2 separate regions of the Sus scrofa genome follow, and region 2 is linked to region 1. The links are chromatin contacts, called in public Hi-C maps. All regions are on one chromosome and are shown on one strand. The core of a region is the stretch at or near the end of the contact, and the rest is flanking DNA. Distances in the headings are between cores, read along the strand shown. Region 1 has its middle 120 kb from the start of KCNS3. Region 2 has its middle 56 kb from the start of KCNS3.

Region 1 (5,871 bases), core at 2,345-4,844:
GAATCAGCCTTTTCAGACATTCCCAGGCTTAGATTAGTAATTCCCATGAATGCTCATTAGACAGATCTATGACATGGCCCATATATACAGCAGGGTTATCTGCCAAGTTGCTAAAGGCTTAAACAAGGGATCTTTGTACTTCATAAATCTAAAGCTCAACGGGTTCTATTTTTTTATACTTCCTCAAGACACATCATCATCACCATCACTATTAATCACAGGCAGCATACTGAGATGTGCTTTCTTTGTATGGGACGCTTCCATGTTTCGAGTCATCAGGAAGCAAAAAACAAAGAGTGACTTTGGCATATAGAGCAGTTTGTCTAGCAAAATGACTTTCTTAGCAACCTAAGGATCCAAAGACTAGCTTGTCCAAATCCTCCAGTTTCTCCTTGTGGCTTAGCAAAGTTGAGTAATCACAATAGGCACTTAAAAATCTTTTTAAAGATCAGAGATATAAGTGGATATCATGTGCAAAAGGGGAAAAGATAAGAAGTGATACCAGTTGTCCTTTCTTGTCTTCTCCTATTTATGACTCTCTGAGCTATGATTTGATGCCTGCTATATGCCCCCTCTTATATTTTAGGCTGCTGATTCCCCAAGCGGAGCCATGAGGGGTTCAATTGTGCCCACTATTGTCCCATGAAGAGGGACTCTGGCTTGTCTCTCACCATGTTCCTGCCCCCACCCCCTGCTCTTACTCCCTTTTCTCCCACTAGGTTATTTTCTGTTGAGTCTCAGTTCAAAAGGGTGGGGTCTCATCAATACTGGCTCAACTGCTTTTTCTTACCCTGGGAGACAGTTTGCCTCTAGTCATATTCCAAGGAGAAACATCTTTGTAGTCAGGTCTTAGGAACCTATCTCAATTTATTGTACATTTTAAACCAAAATGGAGTTGGAGTATAACCCTAAGCATAAGGAACATACATTTTAATTGTCTTCCAATGGGACATAATCCTAACAACAATCTGTAGAAAATTTGCCCACACTGGTTGGCAAGGGCTTTCCTTCTTCCCACCAACCTCCATCCTGTGAGATCTTAACAAAATGGAATTTTATAAAACCCTCTAAGCAGGAGAAAAAAATATCAGTCATAACTCCTGCCCTAACCAAAAGCAAAACAAAACCAAAAAAAAAAAAATGCACTGAGTTAACAGCCAAATTCTTTGCCCTTTATTGTGGGCTTCTGTACACCAGAATGTGACTTAAAATGCCCAAGCCTTGCAGAAAGGAAGTGCTCAGGCGATGAGAAAGGGGCAAGATTCAGGCTAGAAGGCAGGTTTTCCCAACCCTACCACTGTGATAGAAATTTCTCAGCTGGAAACAAAGCCAGAGCCCCAGAGCTGCTGCAGTGTCTAGGGCTGTGCCCTGGTCAAAGACACCCACCTAAGGGCAGGAGCTGAAGTCAAGATCAGGAGCTGCTCACCTAAAGCCCAGAAAGGGTATATTCTTAAATTCACCCAAAGACCCCATCACTTGGGAAATCTTGTGTCCTGAGGGCTGCCAGACTGTCCTCATTTAGGACCAGAGAGTAGCCACCTTCCAGGCTGACAGGCCTTGGTCTTACATGCCCCTGCTCAGGGCAGCTGCCTTCTCTGACCAGTCTCTCCTGATGGAGGAAGGGAGAAGAAAGGGGAGGAGAGGGGAGATGTTGGGAGGGAAGAGGGGATAGAGAGGGAAGCATTTTTGCTCAAAATAAGTAGGAATCAGGTCCAGCTGCATGTAGCTCATCCTGGCCATTTTCCTGGAATGTCTCATCTTGACCTTGGCAAGTCACACATCGATGTTGTATCTGTCTCCAACCAGAGACTGAATAGGGTGCAGCTGCTCTGCCTGTCAGTGTCCAAGCACAGCTGACCAGCTCTATGTTCCTTCTCCCACTCTCCCTGCCTCAGTCTCTCTCTCTCTCTCTCTCTCTCTCACACACACACACACACACACACACACACGACCCCACTGCTTTCATGTCTGAGGAGCCAGTGGGAAAACAACCAGGCTTATGGAAAAGTTCTATCAAGAGGGGCAGCAAAAAAAACCTTCTGATGGGTAGTCTTCTTCCCCATCTACGAGAGGTATTTATAAACCTGTTCTCACCCCTCTGTCTTTCAGGGAGTGACATAAAATGTGAATATGATTGTTTGGTCCATAACATCTTCCCTTCTCTGTCACTGCCACCCTGGTCTATCAGCCTTGGGTAATAACATTGCCTACATTGCACTAACGCAAAGACACTAAACTCTTCACTTCATCTGCCCTCATGGTTACAGGTCAATGCTTGCAATTACCCTAACACTGTCGTGACTTGCTCCCAATGCAGCTTCTTTCTGCTGTTGCACTAAACACATAGTATTATAATAATTGTGTATGTTCACTCTACTGAAACTACATAAGATACTGAAGGAAAAGCACCATGTCTTATTCAACTCGGAATTCCCAGCACTTAGCACAGTGCCTGGAACTTGTCAGTTCTCTATGAGAGCTATTTGAGTAAGTGACTGAATTGAATGAATGATGGTAGAAGTGGGATCAGTGAGTATAATTTAGTTTGGGGTGAATTTAGATGAGAAGAACAAGGTCATAGCTACAGGGGAATTTGAAATCAAGGATAGCTCTTTTCCTTCTTTTTGTCTTCCTTTCTTTTTTCCTTCCTTAATTCCTTTTCCTTTCTTTTCTCTTCTTTATTTCTAATTTTGTTTTGAGGAATGCCTAAACTGATAGGCTAAATAAAAAAGGTGAAGATAAATGATATCATGGATAAAGTAGATGGATGGGGAATTAAAAGTTGAGGGGTAGCACATACTGTCTCACTTTGCTTGATGAAAACCAAGGGAAAGTGTACAGGTGGTGAGAGGATTCTTCAGATGGGACACAATGAGAAGACACTGATGAATTGAGGGTCCTAGTGATAGAGTTGCTCAAGTGTTCAGCGGCTTAGGAAAGCCTGGGTTTCTATAGATAAGGGAAATAAGACAAGAGAGTATTGACAGACTGGATGAAGTAAGAGAATCAAAAACTAGAGGTTTCCAGGAAACAGAAGAGAGAGATTGCGAGCAAAAGTAGGAAGAGATCTGGGAGGATAGCAGACCGTGATCAGCTCTCCAACGTTGTGTGGTTCCAGGTGATGCTGAGGAATGTGTGCTAAAAGAAAAGAGGGAGATGGAGCCACAAAGTGAAGGAGGTGAAAGAACTCTAAAGCCAAAGTATAGGTTGTCACTCACGCGGGTTCTCAAGTCACTGAAAATGATGGCAGGGCTTGGAATGGAGAGGAAGCTGTGATACAGACATTGGACCTAAAAAAAAGCAGTGTCTCCCTACAGGTGAGGGAGTAAGTGTTCCCAAGCGGATGCAAGAGGGAGTTAGTTACAGTTTTCCAGTATCCCCTCTCCAAAGCCTTGCATCCCTGGGTCTTACGGCCAGGAACCATGCACAGGTTTCTTCCCATTACAAACTCCAGAGCACTTTGCCACTGCAATTTGACTCCCCAGTTCTCAACTTTTTTTTTTTTTTTAATGGGCACCATCCTTTAGAAGCTGTCACCATCTACCACAGCCTTTGGAATTCGGCTCCCCCAAATCCAGCTGGGGGATATCATGTTCTCATACCATGCCAGACTAGCACAGACACGTTGTTGCGTAACTCAAGAAGCCTGTTTAAACCCTGTATCCCAAGCACCCGTGGAGCAAAACAGGAGAAGCGTGGGAATAAGGGAAGGGGTTGTGAGGGGCTTCTCTCTCCTAAAATAGTCTGATACACAGTTGGCAACATGGAGAGATGTGATAGGCTGGGCTATGGGAGTGAGAGCGGGAACCCAGACCACAAACTCCTTGATAGTGGTCCAAGATCCTTCACTTTGTCACAGGAATAAACATAGCTCATTTTTGGAGGCCAATGATTTGATTGAAATACAGCAAACCATGTTTTAAAATGTCATCTGTTTTCAAATAAACTGATAACACTGGAATGAAGCATAACTACTGGGAAATGTCCTCAAAGATTCTCAAATGTTTTCGTCCTAGGGGCTCCCTTCTTATCTCCTTAATGTGTAGATTCTCCCTTAACTCGGCCTGAACTTCCATTTTCAGAAGTTCCTGGCTTTTTATAAATGGAGCTAATAACTAGAGGGGAAGTGATTTTTCTCAAGATCACAGAGCAGGTGACTAGTTGAATCTTAATTGGGACCCTGATCTCTTAGGCACTAATTCAATCCTCCTTTTTCTATAATGTGGTACCACTGGAGGGGACTAAAGGATTCAGTTCTGCAGAAGTGGATTTTCGCCCAAGTAATTTAACAGCAATAGTGTCTTCTGTAACTACTAGGCATAAATACTGTTCAGATAACTCCTTCAGTTTGTTACCTTTTTCCCTGTGCACTTCCTCATGTCATTATGTTCCAGACCACATGCTGATATAACAAAATGCTGTGGTGCAAACTGAAATATGTTTTCACCCTGACAACATGTTTTGTAGAGGGCAGTTTACATACTTACAACTACCAGAATGATCTCAATTATCTGGAACAGACTTATTTCCAGTATTCAAACATAACGTCTCTGTGTTTTATATCTATGTCCATGTACCTACTTTCTGACAGTAGTAATGATTTCTTAAAAAGACTGCTAAGTGGGTTTAAGTTTATATCGTCACAAGATTTTCCGTCACTAATTCACAAATCAGGAAAATGATCCCTTGATACACAATGACTTCAAATTTGTGATTTTGGAAAGTAACCATTAATATAACACAATCCTATTTTCTCTCTCCTACCTACCAATTAAAGTTAAGCCTTCCCTTTAGAAATTAATGCTTCAAAAAAATTTGATGGGCGTTCTCGTTGTGGTGCAACAGAAACGAATCCGACTAGGAACCATGAGGTTGCGGTTTCGATCCCTGGCCTTGCTCAGTAGGTTAAGGATCCAGCTTTGCCATGAGCTGTGGTGTAGGTCGCAGGCATGGTTCGGATCTGGCATTGCTGTGGCTCTGGCGTAGGCCAGCGACTATAGCTCCGATTGGACCCCTAGCCTGGGAACTTCCATATGCCGTGGGTGCAGCCCTAAAAAGAGACGAAAGACAAAGACAAAAAAAAAAAAAAAAAAAAAAATGATGAAGAAGAAAACGCTGTGAAGATAGACATTTCCAAAGGAAGAGTGAGTGATGTACATTTCAGCTTCTAAGATAATTTCTTGGAATTAAGAAGAACAAGGAAGAACCCAGTAAGAACTTATCTTAGAATGATGACTATTCATCAAAATCAAGGATCATACAGTAATTAAGTTTGGTACAATTAAACAAAACAGAAAAAAGTATATATAGTAATTTTTAAAATAAAGCAAATAGTATTTTAAATAAAATAGTTATATTTTTTAAAATAAATTACAGAAATTAAAGAGTGAGTGTTAAGTTTAAGAGCATATTAGCAGGCAGAGAAATCAGTCAAAACATTAAAGATTTAAACAACGCAATTTATATACATGACCTAACTGATACAACTCTCCCCAGTACCTGCAGTATAAACATTTGTTGCAAATGCCAATGGAATATTTATTAAAATTGTGTAATTGTGTATTTATTAGATCACGAAGCAAGCACCAACAATTTCAAAAATTAAAATCATTTAGTGTATCTTCTCTCATTATTAGAAAATTTAGGTATAAATCAATGATAAAATATGTAGAGAAAATCTCTAAATGTTTGAAATTAGTTATTAAATACACTTCTAAATAACTCATGAGTCAAAGAATAAATCACAAAAAATTCTAAAATTGTTTTGAATTATATGACAATAAAAACCACAACATATAAAAACTTGTGACTATGCCAAAATTTATCACCTTAATAATATATATTGCAAAAGAGACAAAACTAAAAATCAAT
Region 2 (5,871 bases), core at 1,256-3,755, 66 kb after region 1:
TCTAATAGTTGAGACCTTATCGTAACAAGACCCTAATATACAGCTGAAAACTGTCAGCGCATTCCTTTTGTTCCTAAATTTCACCAGCCTGCTGCAGAAATGTTAAGACTGCTGCATATCCCATTTATAGGTTCTCTCTTCCTGTTCTCCATGTAATCTTAGCATCTTCACTATCACTCGGCCCATTCTCCACATAGCTGCCGAAGAAAGGTTTCTGGAATACAAACTTTACAAGGTTAGTTTCATGCTACCTCAAAGACTCCCCAGGGGACACAGGATAAAAATCCAAGCTTGTCAGCCCAGATCTCAAAGTCCTTTGCAACCTGACACGGCTTCCCGGCATTTGCCTCAATGGCCTCAAGTCTCAGCTCAGTCCAACACACTCCTTTTGTTCCAATGTTGCCTTTGACCAAAGTTTTCTCAGCCTAGAACACTGTCCCATCTTCACTAAAGCCCAATCATCCCACCTAATTATCACACACCCACCCGTTTAGCCTAAGTGCCACCTCTACGGCCAAGCAGGGTTAGGTTCCTCCAACTGTCCCCTCCTTCCCAACACCTATCAGGCCGAAAGCACTTATCCAAAGACTTGAACACAAAGGGGCAAAAATCATCTTTGTCATCAACGAAAGTTCTGATGATTTTGAACAGACAAGAATCATTTGAGAAATGTTGATCCTTTCAAAAGCTTTCAGTTGAGATGGTAAAAGAGGAGGAAAAAAAAATTTTTTTTTTTTTTGAAAGAACCACATGATTATTCTGAGTCCAAAAACCCAGCAGCTGGAGTCTGTCAGCGAGGGCTCCAGAGACGCGTCCTTGGAGAACCTGCACTGCCCTGGTCCTGCCCTCCCCACGGCTTGGTTTCTGCTCTTCCTACCGATCAGTGAGGCTTCCTCGTGTTTTCTAATGACCTCTCGCTTTTGCTTAAGTTATCTACCAACTGTTTTTGTTGTTTGCAACTGAAAGTGTCTTCACTGACAGAGGGAGTTCCTAAAGTCCACTTTGGCTATGGAGCCTAAGGATGTGAGAGAACTGGGAAAAAGAAGCACGAAAGAAACAAGCTCTTGTCCCCAGAATGTCAAGTTCTGGTTCTTGAGACATTACACAATAGCCTGTGATAGCCCTCAGTGAGCCTCAATTTCTCCATCGGTAAAATGCTAAATGATTTACAAGATGCCTTCTAATTCTGACAGCCTATGAATTTCTGAGAGCCCAGAATGAGCCAATGTACATATTTGTTTAAAGTCCCTGTACTGATCATTCCACCAATAGCCCGCGACACTGGCAACGCTTAGTGCCAACCCCAAAATCCTGCCAGAGACACAGTGCAGTGAAGCAGTCCAGACACGTTCCTTTGTTTATTTGTAAATCAAAATGTCTGGGCTTCCTTGAGGCATGCCTCTGACTCCTGACCCATGAAATGAGACACAAATCTAATGGCAAAGACCTTGAAGAATAACACAGAACTTCAATGAAGGCTTTTGAAGGAACTGTTACTCACATAAAATGTACAAAAGGATTTCTTTAAAATGCTTTTTGAATGTATTCCTTCCCCCCACCCCCGATCGACAAGGCAGGGTGACTACTGCATCTCTGTCTATCCACATGGCGCTCTCACAACCAAGAGATGCCCCCAGATCCCCACTCTTCCCTTCTGTACGATGCCCCATCACCCATGCATTCCAGCAGCCCCTCCAAATCCTGCCATAGGATTAAGATTTTCCCCAGCATGCCCTACGTCCCTTTGTCATCTACTTGTTGCTTTGATGTTCTTGCAAGATGAGACTTCCTAAAATGGGGGTAAATAGATCATACCCTCCCTCAATAAATAGCCACATACCTGGGAGGAAGGGGCACCTTGGGGAAAATTTGAGATGCATTATGTAAGGCGAGTGCAGAGAAAAAGAGAACGAGCCAGGTTTTCAGGCAAATAGAAGAAAATTTATTAGAAGGAAAAGGAGAGGGTGACTGACACTTGAGAAGAGCAAGTCCCCTGCACTTCTCGCAGGGCCTTCTTATACCCCACGGATGGGAAATCGGATTCCCTGAAGCGGGGGGGGCAGGGGGGGGGCTAGTTTATCTTTCACCTGCAGCTGGACTCTGGTGGTCACTCACGTAGTCATGAGAAAGTTGGAGGTGTCTTAATGGTAGGGTGGTCTCCTAATCTTGAGAAAACCGAAGGTGTGCGGCGTCCCACAGTGAGGGGGGAAGGGTCTCGTGGTCTGGGGAAAGGAGGCACCAGCGGCCAGACCAGGATGTCGGCTGAGCAAAGTGGTCCGTCTCAGGAGTCAGCATGATGAGCCGTTTTAACAATGAGCCCCCATTCAGCCCCTAAACATTTCACATTCGGATTCTGGCTCCATTCCCTGTTTCAGTTCTGAAGGATTAAAATGTGTAATTCATTTAAAACCCCTCGTCCAATTGGCAGTTCGAAGTGGCCTCGTTTAACCCTGGCTTCACGTGACCCCCAGCTGTGCCGCTGGAATCAAAGCCTCAGCACAAAAGGGCAGCTGCCTCATAGGAAGGACCATCAGGCCAGGCGGGGAGGGAAGCCACCACTCCCCGAGGCGCTGGCACTGACTGGGGGGTCTTACTGGCCACGGAAGGTAGGCACTGCTGATGCCTCTGGACTGTGATCTGAGGGCACTGCTGGAAGGGCGACCTCAGAGTCCTGGCTGGTATCTGACAGGGGTCCAGGGCCCATGGAAGAACCTCTGCAAAACGCCCTTCTGTAGCAGCAAAACAGCTTCCTCAGGAGGATTCACATTAAATCATCGCATCAAGTCTCTGGATCTGCGGAAGACACTGGGCTCACATCATTGAAGTCAGGTCGCTCCCCTCAGAGAGGTGAATTGAATTATTTCAAGCCAAATTGACAGGCCTTGTGTAAAGGGACCTACAGCTCTCGGTTCTCGGTGGTTGTACTAACAAGCTGCCAGCATCTCACACCTCTTAACTAGCATCTCCGCATCCATGCTTTTTCCTCTCTTCTCCACACTTGAAGATAAAATTGCAAAATGATCAGGTCACTCCTCTGTGTACACCCTGAAGCAACATCTCATGTACTTGTAGGGTGAAGACCAGAGCCCCTCAGAGGACCCCCCAGGCCCTGCATGGTCGGTCCTGCCACCACCCAGCCTCAGCCAGGCCCCCTGTGGCAGCCATCTCAGACTCGTCTATGTCCTTCAACCACCTGGCTTCCTCTCACAGCCTCGGCATGTGCTGTTCCCCCTGCTGAGACCCTGTCCTCTACCTTTAAATAGCTCGTGCATAGTCTTCCTTCTGTATCAACGGACATCTCAGTTCCTACGGGGAAGACTTTTATTTTATGTTTCCAAACCAATATTGATCACAAATGCAATGTTCCATTTCTTTTTACAGGACTTTGATTAAAGTGTAAGTTCATGAAAGCAGAGGCCAGGACTTGGTTTTTTGCTTACTTTTTTTCTCCCACTAACTAGCACAAAACTTGAGAAATATGGGAATTAGGAAGGAAGGAAAGGGGAAGGGAGGGAGGACCTGAAGTGGGGGGCTTGGGAGATGACTTTCAGGCCTCTGGGGCGGAGGAGGGTACTGCCAGTCCCTGAAACAGACAGGATAGAGGATCATTATCTTAGAAAGAGGATGAGGTCAGTTTGGAACTTAGAAGGACACCCCTGGGGTGATATTCCTCGTCCTACTAAGAGATTTTCTCTTGATCTGACACTCAGGGGACTGAGTACGTCCCAAAACATAAATGTCTGCCTTTGCCTTGTACGTGGATGGGGTTTTACGAGGAAGAGAGTGCACAGAAAGGAGAGCGCGGGGCCAGGGGAGGCTTGCACAGAACCCATCCTTAAGTACGAGGCAAAGAGTGAGCAAGCCCCAAAGAAGATAGAGAAGGAATGTCTAGAAGTTTACAAAAATCCAGAGAGTGGTGTCAAAGACACCAAGGAGGGTTTCCAGAAGAAGGGAGTGGTCAAAGCTGTCCAGGGCACTTGAGGGGCCCAGTCCAGGGTGGACTCAGAGTGTGCAGTGGAGTGACTTCGGTAAGGACCATCCCAGGAGAGGGGTGGGGTAGGGGACTGCGGGGATGCGAAGAAAGGAAGGAAAGGCTGAAACCATAGGCAACTCTTTGGAAGCTGGGCTCAGAAGAGGGAAACCAAGGTGACAAAAAGGAGGCAAGAGAGGATGAAAAATATTTGGGCAATTTTTTAGGTTGCGTTGGAAAGAACCAGCAAAGCAAAGAGAAGCCATCGGTGACAGAAAGGGGGTGATGGATGGATACATGCTCTGGCATTGAAGAATGAGTGACTGTTATTCCCATGGCCGGGCACAGTACCTGGCACCCAGTACCAGTAAGTACTGAATGAATGAATGAATAAAGAACAAATAGGTGAATGGACACAGGGAGGTGAAGAAAATGGTTTTGAAGAAGAATGACTTTCTTAGATGGAAAAATGGCAGAATGGGTGCAGATATAAATAAATTGCTATGGATTATGACTAGTATTGTAGCAAAAGCCTTCATTTTGAATAATCACCTCTACCTCGGTAGCTATTTGGAGATGGACACTATTGAGAAGGTGAGGCTCTTGTCACACAGGGACACCACCTGAGGCCCCTCAGTTTTACCAGGCATCTTGACTACCACGGATGTGGCTGAGTGAACCAGAAGACGCAGCGGCGTGGGGAAATCTGGCCTATGGAGCCAGGAGGACGTAGATGTAGTTTTTAATCCTGCTTAAAACTTCATACCCTTTTGACCTTGGGAGAGTCCTCTAGCCTCTCTGCACCTGAGTTCGTTCTTAGTAGAAGAATGCTAAAAATTCATCTTTAGTCATGACATTTTGTGAGAATGGGCGTAACGCATCTGGCACCCTGCCCGCCGCAGAAGTGCTCAAACGTTGAAGATGAGACTGTTATTGTTGCTTGTGTTGTTGATGTTGTTTTGCAGCCAAGAAGCAAGCCCTTCTGCTTCTAAATATTTTATTTAGCAGAAACCTGAGACTCCTTTGTAAAGTGATAGCCCTGAGAATGCTTGCACAGTGTCCCATCAGCAAATTGACAAAAGCAGCCCATGACTTACGGTGCACGAGTAGTCCAAATGCCTGACACACCATCAAGAGAGGTGAAAAGCCCCAAGTCCAGGCTCCACCTCAAAGGCAGACAAATGGGTGAAACAGATGCTTATGCAAATGAAGCTACCAGACGAAGAGAGTCAATCAGCATGGATATGCCGTCGCCGGTAGTCACAGTGGGTCCCATCCTCCCAGACGGCACTGTTGAGACGGGGATTTGGATTCCATGAACCCAAGATGGGGCAGCCAGGAACAACAGAGTGCTAGAAGGGTCCTGAGTGGAAGTCCCCAGAGATGTGTTGCTAAAGCCAAGTGGGGAGAACAGTTTGGTGCACAAGCCAGAGGGCAGGAGCAGAACAGCAAAGAGGAATCAAGGTCAGTGTTGAGTCAGGGCAGAGGCAGAAGAGGAGAAAACTGGAAGCAGTGCAGGAGAACCCAAGTGATTGCAGAAAACCATGATCACTCCAGGTCTCAAGTTTTGCTCCGTTAATATTCATGCTCTTGCCGTAAAGGGTCAGGACGGATACCAGGGGCCACTCGCTTAGCATCTCATCTCCTCACTTTTTCTTCTGCCAACTGGTTTTTGTTCTTTTTTATTAATTACCTGGTATTTGTTTGTTTTGAATATATAAGTGAAAGTCCTTTGGGGCAGCAGTTACGGAATGAATGCATATGCTGCAGTTATTTTAATTCTGTCATGTTAGATGGATATATCTTTGTAAACTACTTTAAAGCCCTCCTCTAAAGAGACAGGGCACAAACAATTAAATAATATATACTTTTTAAGTATAGAGCTATGCATAATTTCAATG

Evidence for each region. Hi-C and Micro-C count contacts between places; a contact is called where the count stands out from the background.
Region 2: a Hi-C map of skeletal muscle shows a contact between it and region 1, with 2.4 times the contacts expected there. A contact is called at or near these places in 2 of 47 Hi-C or Micro-C datasets (heart right ventricle and skeletal muscle) and 1 of 2 datasets of targeted methods (skeletal muscle).

The regions. Positions count from the first base shown.
Region 1 is chr3:119,862,462-119,868,332 of Sscrofa11.1, forward strand. No RefSeq gene overlaps it. Among named protein-coding and RNA genes, the nearest start is that of KCNS3, 120 kb to the right of the region's middle.
Region 2 is chr3:119,929,121-119,934,991 of Sscrofa11.1, forward strand. No RefSeq gene overlaps it. Among named protein-coding and RNA genes, the nearest start is that of KCNS3, 56 kb to the right of the region's middle.